Linked DNA regions of Mus musculus: region 1 is linked to region 2. A link is a contact called in public Hi-C data. All regions are on one chromosome and are shown on one strand. Each heading gives the region's core, a stretch centred on a gene start, on an enhancer-like site or on the middle of the called end of the contact. The rest is flanking DNA. Distances are from core to core; before and after follow the strand shown.

Evidence for each region. A called contact is a pair of places that touch in the nucleus more often than the background predicts.
Region 1: a contact with region 2 is called in a Hi-C map of the N1E-115 cell line, with 4 times the contacts expected there. The contact joins the promoter of 4933408N05Rik here to the enhancer-like site in region 2. A contact is called at or near these places in 1 of 39 promoter capture datasets (liver), 6 of 484 Hi-C or Micro-C datasets (the N1E-115 cell line, cerebellar granule neurons, muscle stem cells and 3 more) and 3 of 9 other capture datasets (adipose tissue, embryonic tail and pancreatic islet).

Annotation. Positions count from the first base shown.
Region 1 is chr8:114,347,892-114,353,063 of GRCm38.p6, reverse strand. 4933408N05Rik (RIKEN cDNA 4933408N05 gene) reads left to right here and starts at 1,586. Exons shown (of 3, transcript NR_045831.2): 1 at 1,586-2,670. All of the region lies in intron 7 of Vat1l (vesicle amine transport protein 1 like), which reads right to left.
Region 2 is chr8:114,227,856-114,233,523 of GRCm38.p6, reverse strand. It overlaps Vat1l (vesicle amine transport protein 1 like), which reads right to left. Exons shown (of 9, transcript NM_173016.3): 2 at 3,189-3,318. Among named protein-coding and RNA genes, the nearest start is that of Vat1l, 25 kb to the right of the region's middle. Within about 2 kb of position 3,938, at least 4 of the 459 cell types and tissues checked have an H3K27ac peak or open chromatin away from gene starts, as enhancers often do. A contact at or near this core is called in the N1E-115 cell line, where this site is marked.

The DNA.
Region 1 (5,172 bases), core at 337-2,836, 120 kb before region 2:
ACTGATAAAATAGGTACATTTGGGGTCCAGCGAGATGGCTCAGTGGGTAAAAGTGCTTGTTGCATAGGCCTGGAAACCCAAATTCAGTTCCCCAAATTTGTCTCATGGTGGGAGGAGTTGTCTTCTGACCTTTACGTATGTAGTGCATGTGCGCGCGCGCACACACACACCATTCTCTTTCTCTTCCTTTCTCTCCTTCCCTCCCTCTCCTCTCCTTTCTTCCCTCTTTCTCTCACTTTTTCTCTTTTACACACACGTGATAATTAATAATAATAATAATAATAATAATAAATATATGCATACAGATTAATATCAATACCTGAGACTTATCTTAACTACTAGGGACTGTAAAGGAAGGAGGCATAAGTGTTCATCACTGTGGGAACAAGGGTATCAATATTCCATTACTGATGCTTTTGAATGTGATTTAAACATTCCAAAAGGTTTATAAAATGTGAGCTTCGGTCATTCTTCCCAAGCAACGACTATAACAAGGACTTGAGTACCCAAGTTCTTATCCACGCTGTCAGATTGTGATGATGATGTTATAAAGGATTTGGGCTCCTTACACAGCCAAGGCTTAGAGATGTGTTATTCCCATCTCCCCAGAGAAAGATGTGCCTTTTCCGTCAACCAGTCCACCTTGGCCAAGGTATAAACTTCAACCAGCTCTCTGCCAGGCAGCAAGCACAGATGAATGCTTGCAACAGCAGCATACCCTGGAAAAGCCTACAGGCTGGGAGAGGAGGGAGGGGGCCAACGAGACAGTCAATTCCCAGAGAGTGTGGGAAGAGCTACGTTCTCAGAATGAGTGAAGAGGCGTGGGAGCCCAGGGGAGGAAATGACTCAATTTGGAGAAAAGTGGCGTTCCGCGCTGGGGTTTCAGGAGTGGAGAGGCGTTTCCGGAAGAGAAGCTGTGTACGGTCAGACCTGAGTTCTGAAGAGGAGTAGGTGGCTCAGTCAGGGAAATGGGAGTGGGGGTGGCGCCTTGCTTCCTGGAGGGGGTGGGGGGCACCGTTGAAGCATGCAGGGGCGGCTCTGTGAGGAGTAGTGAGGTGCGGTGAGGGAATCAGGAAGACTTTCCTGAGGGCAATGTTGACAGGTGAAGAAATTCGGAGTCCAGTGAGGACAGGAAGTGAGGGATGCTTGAGGGGAGGAGCTGACAAGATCTGAGGTGTACAACTAGACCCTGTCTTTAGGATCATTTTGGGTAGTCAGACAATTCCCCCAAGTGGTGGAAAGGATTCTGCACAGTGATCTGTGTTTTGGAAGAGCCTGTCAGGGAGAGATGAAATCTGAGTAATTTGGTTTATTGCCATTTGTTTCCATTAGTGCTGGAAACAGATGGTCTCATCAGCCTTATGTTGCCCTTGTCAGCATCTGTGTGACTCCAAGGTCTAATTTTTAATTATCCCTGACCATTGGCAGGGACATGAAGGGGAAACGGGAAAGTTCCAACCCTTAAAAAAAAAAAAAGAAAAGAAAAGAAAAGAAAAGGTTTCCTTTGCATCTTTTCTGCTTGCCTATCAGTTATTTTTTCTTTTAACCACCGAGGAATATCTATTAGCCTGGGTTCTATGTTGCCATGGTATCAAGACCAAACAAACCTTAATATATAGGGAATCCAAGGGTACAGTCGAAGGAGACACTGTCTTCCAGCAACTGGGCGATGTGTTGGCAGAGCCTTGTCAGATTGAACACTGGTCCTAAACTGGGATTCATAGGTGGTCAGAGCAGACTTCGTGTAAAAGCGTGGCTGGTGGATAATAGAGCTGGTGGCCCTCTAGAGCCACGAGGAAGAGAACAGGTTTGGGAAATTTCGCACAGCCAAGAGTTTGGTAGGAATTGTTAGGAAGTCAGGCAGCAATTCCTCCAGATTAATAAGAAGCGAGCCTTAGCTACTCTAAGCAGTGTTAACAGCTGTTTGTGGGGCCTAGAGAGATTGCTTAGCAATGAAGAGTGCTTGCTGAATTTGCAAAGCATCTGAATTTGGTTCCTCACTCCAGCATCCAGTAGCTAACAACTAGCTCCAGCTCCGGCTCCAGCGGCTGCCTCTGAGGGCGTATATGTATATGTATATGTATATGTATATGTATATGTATATGTATATATACATACATATATATGTATATATACACACACATACATACACACACATATATATGTATATATATACATATATATACACATATATATACATATATATATATATACATATATATATACATATATATATACATATATATATATGGTCTATGTTTTCAGAAAGTATAGAGACAAAGGTTCTTGGGGGAAAGTGCTCTTGTGTGTGTGTGTGCGAGATGTGTCTGTGTAACAGGGTTCTGTGTTGCTCAAACTGACATTGTACTTGCATTATTGAGTGCCTGGTGTGGTGGTTTGAATAGGAATGCCCCCCCCCCCCGACTTGTGGATTTTAAAACCTGGTCACCAGGGCATGCCACCATTTGAAAGGATTAGGAGATGTTGGAGGAAGTGTGTCAATGGAGGTAGGTTCTGAGGGCTCAAGGACCCAAGTTAGGCCCAGCATCTTTTTCTTCCTACTGCCTGTGGATCTGGCTGTAGAACTCTGAGGGTCTTCTCTAGCACCACGGCTGCTTATATGTCACCACGCTACCTCCTATGACCACAATGGACTACACCTCTGAAACTGTAAGCAGGCCCCATTTAAGTGCTTTCCTTCATAAGAGTTGCCGTGGTCATGGTTTCTCTCCACAGTGGCAGAACTCTGACTAAGACACCTGGCTTTAATATTTTTTTTTTTAAAAATCACTTCTTTATAAGATGTATTTTCAGTTTTTGACTATCTTTCACACACAAAGAACTGCTTTTATTCTGATATTTTCTACATCGATTTTGTCATACTCCATTCTTATCCAGCCTTGCCATTTTCTTTCACCACCTCTATTTTGTAGAGGTCAGGTCTTCACCCCCACCCCTATTGTAGAATACTGGCCTCTGAGCAAAGCAGGCGCTGCCTTCATTGAATTGCTTGTGCCTGCTTGCAAGAGACCATCATTCCCTCAGAGAAGGGGGGGCTTTGGGCCACCACCTGAGATTCCAGATGCCCTTCTCAGCATCTGCATGTAATCCTGCCCTAACTGCACATGGTCTTTGGGGGTGGGGGACATCTCTGGGGTGCCAGAGTATACAGGATGGGGGAGGTTAATTGAAGAGGGGCTCTATCCATGGATCAGGTGGGAAGCTGAATGAATTCCCCCAGGACGTCTGCTTTGGCGTCTGTAGTGGCTATTCCTGGTTGTCTACCATCTACATCTGGAATGAACTACAATCCAGAATTGGAAGCCTCACCAGTGAGCCTAACCTGGAGGCTGGGAGATACAAGTTTCTGACCTGGATCTTAGCATGGAGATCTTGAGGCATAGTGGCTATGAATTAATCCCAGAAGATTAAGACAGGGAGATATCAAAATTCCTGAATAGAACAGCAATGGCTTGTGCTGTAAGATTGAGAATTGACAAATGGACCTCATAAAATCGCAAAGCTTCTGTAAGGCAAAAGACACTGTCAATAAGACAAAAAGGCCACCAACAGATTGGGAAAGGATCTTTACCAATCCTAAATCAGATAGGGGACTGATATCCAATATATATAAAGAACTCAAGAAGATGGACTCCAGAAAACCAATTAACTCTATTAAAAAATGGGGTACAGAGCTAAGCAAGGAATTCTCAACTGAGGAATACCGAATACTAAGAAGCACCTGAAAAAAATGTTCAACATCCTAAATCAACAGGGAAATGCAAATCAAAACAACCCTGAGATTCCACCTCACACCAGTCAGAATGGCTAAGATCAAAAATTCAGGTGACAGCAGATGCTGGCAAGGATGTGGAGAAAGAGGGACACTTCTCCATTGTTGGTGGAATTGCAAGCTGGTACAACCACTCTGGAAATTAGTCAGGCAGTTCCTCAGAAAATTGGACATTATTACTACCATAAGATCCAGCAATTCCTCTCCTGGGCATATACACAGAAAATGTTCCAACTTGTAATAAGGATACATGCTCCACTATGTTCATAGCAGCCTTATTTATAATAGCCAGAAGCTGGAAAGAACCCATACATCCCTGAGCAGAGGAGTGGATACAGAAAATGTGGTACATTTACACAATGGAGTACTACTCAGCTTTTAAAAACAATGAATTTATGAAATTCTTAGACAAATGGATGCATCTGGAGGATATCATCCTGAGTGAGGTAACCCAATCACAAAAGAACACACATGATATGCACTCACTGATAAGCTGATATTAGCTCAGAAACTTAGAATATCCAAGATACAACTTGCAAAACACATGAAACTCAAGAAGAAGGAAGATCAAAGTGTGGATACTTCATTCCTTCTTAGAATGGGGAACAAAATACCCATGGAAGGAGTTACAGAGACAAAGTTTGGAGCTGTGATGGAAGGAAGGACCATCCAGAGACTGCCCCACCTGGGGATCCATCCCATATACAACCACCAAACCCAGACACTATTGCATATGCCAGAAAGATTTTGCTGACAGGACCCTGACATAGCTCTCTTGTGAGTCTATGCCAGTGCCAGGCAAATACAGAAGTGGATGCTCACAGTCATTTATTGGATGGAACACAGGGCCCCTAATGAAGGAGCTAGAGAAAGTACCCAAGGAGCTAAAGAGGTTTGCAACCCTATAGGAGGAACAATGATATGAACTAACCAGTACCCCCTAGAGCTGTGTCTCTAGTTGCATATGTAGCAGAGGATGGCCTAATTGGCCATCAATGGGAGGAGAGGCCCTGGGTATTGCGAAGATCATATGCCCCAATACAGAGGAACTCCAGGGCCAGGAAGCAGGAGTGGGTGGGTTGGGGAACAGGGTGGAGGGAGGGTATAGGGGGCTTTGGGGATAGCATTTGAAATGTAAATGAAGAAAATATCTAATTTAAAAAAAAAAGGAAGAACCAGGCATGGTGGCACACGCCTTTAATCCCAGCACTCGGGAGGCAGAGGCAGGCGGATTTCTGAGTTTGAGGCCAGCCTGGTCTACAGAGTGAGTTCCAGGACAGCCAAGGCTACACAGAGAAACCCTGTCTGCGGGGGGGGGGGGGGGGGGGGAGGAAGAAAATAACTCATTGCAATTATTCCTTACTACAGGGTAAATATTT
Region 2 (5,668 bases), core at 2,689-5,188:
AGGTCCCAAGAATTAATGGCTTTCCTAAAGAAATGGTTCAGTGTTTACAGATTTTTCTTATAATTGATTCTAGTATTTTATTTTCCCTATAGCTTAGCATTTGCTTTCTAACCTTCTCCAGCAGTAGCAGCAACTCCTTTAAGATGGGTTCCATCATAGCCCTCGTGTACAAATGAATGTCCATTAGTATGCTCATGTAAAGGAAGCCAAAGAAATATCAAACCACTGTCAAAGGTCAAGGAGCTTGAACAGCATCAGGACTGCCATCTTGGTACTTCATCTCCAGACAAGAATAAGTAACCCAATGTCCTTGAGGTAAAGTGCTATGAAGAAAACATACTGTGTAGAAGTACACAACAGGAGAATCCATGATGCTACACTGAAAGTGACCATTTAAGGCACTTTTCTTCATCTCTGAAATGGACACAGTATTCATGAAGTAATATAGACCCAGTGCATGTACCACAGTGCGTGGAAACCAAGAAAAGAGCAACACATGTACCTGTTTTACAAAGAATAAACTGGCCATCCACACCTCAGTGACACGCTGGTAGGCACAGCCCTGCTCCACTGAATGAAGCATAAGGAATAGATGCCCAGTGACAAAAGTGAGAGAGAAAAGAAAGGCCACCCCACTGCCAGTGACTCTGTTAAGTGTTTTCTTCAATGTAAGCATTTGGATGAGGTCGTGAAGAGAGCACATCACTGGTTTCTTCTTCATGTATTTGTGAAAATGGACACACATACTCAGTAGCCCAGAGTAGCGAATGGCCTCTAGAATCCACATGGAAATGAATTGAGTGTCATGCTGTGATTCACAGTGTAAGTGTAGGATCAGCATACACATACATACATGTATGTATATACACATGTGAAATATATACACCTATTTATCCTATTAGTTGATTCTAGTAAGAAAACTAAAATCAGCCCTGAGACCATGATCCCACATCAGTCCTTTACTGATGGCCTCCGGCAACAACTTTTCAACCCTTTGCTATCGATCACACCAAAAGTGCCATGGACTACGGAGCCCCAATGGGATTCCATCTCCAACATTAAAACTCTTAAGTCAGAATCACATGGAGTCTATTAGTGTCGGCTCTCTCCCATATTACACTCTGTATGGAAACATGCAGAGAGGCCCTTTAAAAAAATATGCACATGTGAGAACCACTGGCAGAAGAGAGAAGCTGATGTGAAGGCCTGATATTACTGTCAAGCCAGGGCTAACCAGAAGATAAGCTATATTTAAAGAACGAATGCATCTAATTGAGAATGTTAAGTTATCCCTCTAAATCAAGACCAATAACACTTCTGGTAACTAATATTTCTTCAATGCTCATGGCTATCAGAGTGCGCAGATTGAGATTTTCCTTTGGGGCCATGTGGGAGAGTGAAGAACAAACTGATGCATGTGGATGCAGCACTTCCAGGGAGAGAGATGTGTGCCTTGGTGAATATCCACTAGGGGCAGAGAAAGGAAAGTTGCATTTAAAAATCACAAGCTCTTCTTCTTCTTCTTCTTCTTCTTCTTCTTCTTCTTCTTCTTCTTCTTCTTCTTCTTCTTCTTCTTCTTCTTCTTCTTCTTCTTCTTCTTCTCCTCCTCCTCCTCCTCCTCCTCCTCCTCCTCCTCCTCCATCTCCTCCTCCATCTCCTCCACCTTCTCCACCTTCTCTTCCTCCTCCTCCTCCCTCTTCTTCTTCTCCTCCCTTCTCTACCCTTCTCCTTCTTCTCCTCCTCTTCTTCCTCTTCCTCCTCCTCCTCTTCCTCTTCCTTCTCCTTCTTTGTCTTCTCTGGGCTTTTCTTCTCCTATATTATTTGGGAATCTTTGACAGAAACATCTCTAAATAGCATGGGTCTTCCAGGCACTCATTGCCATTTATTTGGGACATTCAATATTTTCAGGTAGAGCAAAGTTCCAGCTGGGAAGAGGATGAGCTTCAGGCTGAAGGTCAAGTTGGAGAGACTGCTGGCATTGGATTTTTCAGGGTTCACCTTTATTTCCTCACTCTTTGCGTGTATTTTTTTTTTTTAGCATTGGGGGAGAGGGTGGGAATATGGGTCAAGGCCATGAGACTGTAGGAAGTGTCAAGTGGCTTAGGTGACTTGAATCAGGAATCAGCTTTCTTCCTTTTAACCTCATAGAGAATTACTGCACCTTGTGAAACTGAGGTGATAGTAAAAACCTTTACTGAGTGTGTGTGTGTGTGTGTGTGTGTGTGTGTGTGTGTGTGTGTGTGTGTGTGGTCCCTTGTGATTAGAAAAAAAAAGATGACTTCTCTACAAAGCTGGTACGGTGAGTTCTCAAATGTCAGCCACCAAGCCTCCCTGCTGAGATCTCAGTTATGAGTGAGAGCCCTTGAATTTGATTTGTAGTGAGTTTTCAGATTCTAAACTTGCAATTTTTATACAGCTAATGTTGCTGAGGCTTTTCATTGATGTTTATTATATCATTTGTGTTTGTGTGTGTGTGTGTGTGCGTGCGCACCACAATGCTCATGTGGAAATAAGAGAACAACATGCAGTTCTCTCCTTCAACCACGTGTGTTTTGGAGATCATCAGGCAAATCATCAGGCGTGGTGGAGAGCACCTTTATCCAATAGCCATCTGGCCGGCCGCAGGGTTTCAGTTTTTATAGACAAAATTGTATTTAGTCTGTAGGAAAAGTCATGCATGCATCTTTTTTTTTCAAAATTAAATGTTTTATTATAGAGAATTTCATATGTGTATGAAAGCAGAATAATGGAATAAACCACTTACCTGTTGCCCTCTTCCAAAGTCATTAATTTAGCACCAATTCTATCCTATTAGTAGGGGGCAAATATTTGACTTAAGGTTTTTTTTTTATAATTTAAATTCCTGCTCTATCCATTCCTAAAATAGTTCAGAATTTATAAATCGTAACTTAAAAGGTATCAACTAAGTAAATACTTTACGGAACCACATTATAAAACAAGTGACTCCATTTACTTTTGTGTTCTGGAGTTGGTTAGATGGTGGAAAATGGTGGCTACGAGATTTTTTTTTTCTGAAAGTCCTATCATTGCAAACATGGTGAATATTACCAAATAACAAAATGTCAAAATAAACCATGGCTGATATTATCTGAAATATGTTTGCACAGTTTTACTGCCTCACAGGCTCTAGAAGATTACGATGGTTGAAGTCAGACTTGAAACCATACCTCGTATCCTTTTACGCTGTCCCCCAGAGCTTCAACAATCCCAGAACATTCGAATCCTGGCACCAAGGGGGTCTTGGGAGGGTTGTCAATGTTGCCCTGTCGCACCATCAGGTCAATGAAGTTTAAGCCACTGTGAACAGCAAGCAGAAAGGTATTCAAACTGAGAGTCACTCAAAGCACTGCTCTGCATTTTCTTCCCCCCCACCACCTTCTCCCCTCCCCCCGCCTTCTCCCCTCCCCCCTCCTTCCCTCTCCTCCGTTTTGTAAAAAAATTCCTTCTTGCCAAAGTATCCCTAATAGTAATGCCACTTAGCTAGATATCAGCAATAAAACAAAATTCAATTATCTCTGTGCGGATAAGTAATGCTTTCCTGGCAGAGGAGAGAGTTGCTGCTCACCCTCTGATTCAGCCCTTTCTCCTCCCCTCAGAGTCTGTTCACGCTTAGTCTGAAAACACATATTGACTAGATTGGTCATTAGACATCCCAGCACTTAATCAAAGGCTTAAAAAACATACTAGGAAGTGGTTAGAAGCAGACACATGGAAAACAGTCAGACGCAGTGGCTACCAGTCTATCCGTGAGACAGAAAGAGAAAGGGCACCTAATTTAAAGGGCTCAAGACAACCAAACATTTCTCAATCACCATACATATTTATGCCAGCATTGTGCATAAGCAGCATCCACAATAATGAACGCGAGCCATCGAAAGACCTCAGGATTTCCTATAGGAGGAAGGTAGCTCAGAGAAGGGACATCAAACGATGGCCCTAGGGATCTGAGGGTATAGAATCTAAGCCATATCTGCATGAGAGAAGTTACAGGGTATTTCCTGTTGATTCGTTACTTTTAAAACGAGACAGTTATGAAAGTTATGTCTAAGCCACTGCCATAGGAAATCACACGCTCAATTCCACGGATGCCATCAGCACACCCAATGGCTTCGTGTTTTAGATCTATTCTTAGAGCCGCATTTAACTTCATTTGCTAACCGCATGCATGGAAGAACACATCTCATTGAAAAGGATATCTTTTATCAAGGGATACGGTTCTTAGGAGCTTCTCCTTTTCATTAGCCACCATCTGAGAAGACGAACTGTTCCACCCAGCAACCTCAGGTCTGCTAGCATCTGGCCAAGCAAAATGGCTTGAAAATTATGAGAACAGTGAGGCCTCTTTGAAGCCAGAATAGCATCTAATTCTACCTGTGTACCCTGCCCTCATGCACTGGTCTCACTCATACAGGACAGAGGAAGTCAAAGAGGATGGCTTTCTTGAAGGATGGGTTGAAAAGTCAACACTTTCTTGAGGTTCTCCTGATCATGGGTGTGGTGAGCTCCCCATCTGGCCCCAGATGGTATGGATTTTGTAAGGGGCCCTTCAGAAGGCAACTGTATGCCTCAAGAAATGTATTTGTTTCTATAGTTCCTGGCATAAAATGGTCTCACAGTCACACCATAGAGCAGGTGCTCAAATGACATCTGGGAACCAAGGAATTGTCGAGACTATGTAAAAGTTTATGCTTCTGGCTTGAAGACTTTTTTGAACTCCAGCATAATGGAAATGCTTTTTATATGAACCTTCAGATTTTCTACTTTGATGGTTAATAACGATTCCTGTCCTTTTGTTTTTCTTTTTTTAAATCAAAATGTTCTCCAGCAATAAGTCCTGTTTCTTAAGGGGCTGGGGAGATGGAATTCAAGTCTCAAGTTTACCACTTCTAACTACACAATCTTGAATAAATCAATAAGTTGGCTTCTCTGTCCTCAGTTTTCTCATCTGCGAGACAAGGATTAGGCAGCACCCATTTCACAGGCTTGTTGTAAAAATGAAGGGTCAAGCCCTGAAATGTAGCGCCAGTTCTCAAGAAACACTGGCTCAGAGCACATGTCTTTAGTTAAGAAGGCAAGAAGTATGTGTACATTTCAGGAAGCCTCACCCCTCTTTTTAAAATAAAATGTGCTAAAAAATCCATTTCAGAGCTGACACAGGACAATATCAGCTGTGTACCAACCTCACTTCTGTGAAAAGATCCATTGTCCAAAGGGTCCCTGTAGAACAGTAAAAAGAATTTCTGTCTCAAATCAAGCACTTCACCTCACCCCACGCACAGTTCAGCTCACTGCTCCCCTTTGTGTGAGAACTTACGGGTTTTCCAAGACCCTGATAGAGAAATGCCAGAAAATAATCACTCAGTCATTCTGAAAGCACAGCTGCCCCTGGAGAAGGCTCCATGTTAGATGCTGGTTGCCAGGTTTGGGAGGGTTGTCTTCAGTCACCTTCAGCACGAAGTGGGTCGGTGACTGTGAGCTGAGATCCAAGCTACTGAGCTCTCAGAAGGGCCAGGACAGACTGCTCCTACAGTAAACTATTCAGTGATTCCATCAGTCATGCGACATGCCACTGTTCCCAGGAAGCAAGTATCTATTTCAGTAAAGAAGAGGTGACCTGTCCTCTGTGGACTGCGTTTATCTGTTGCAT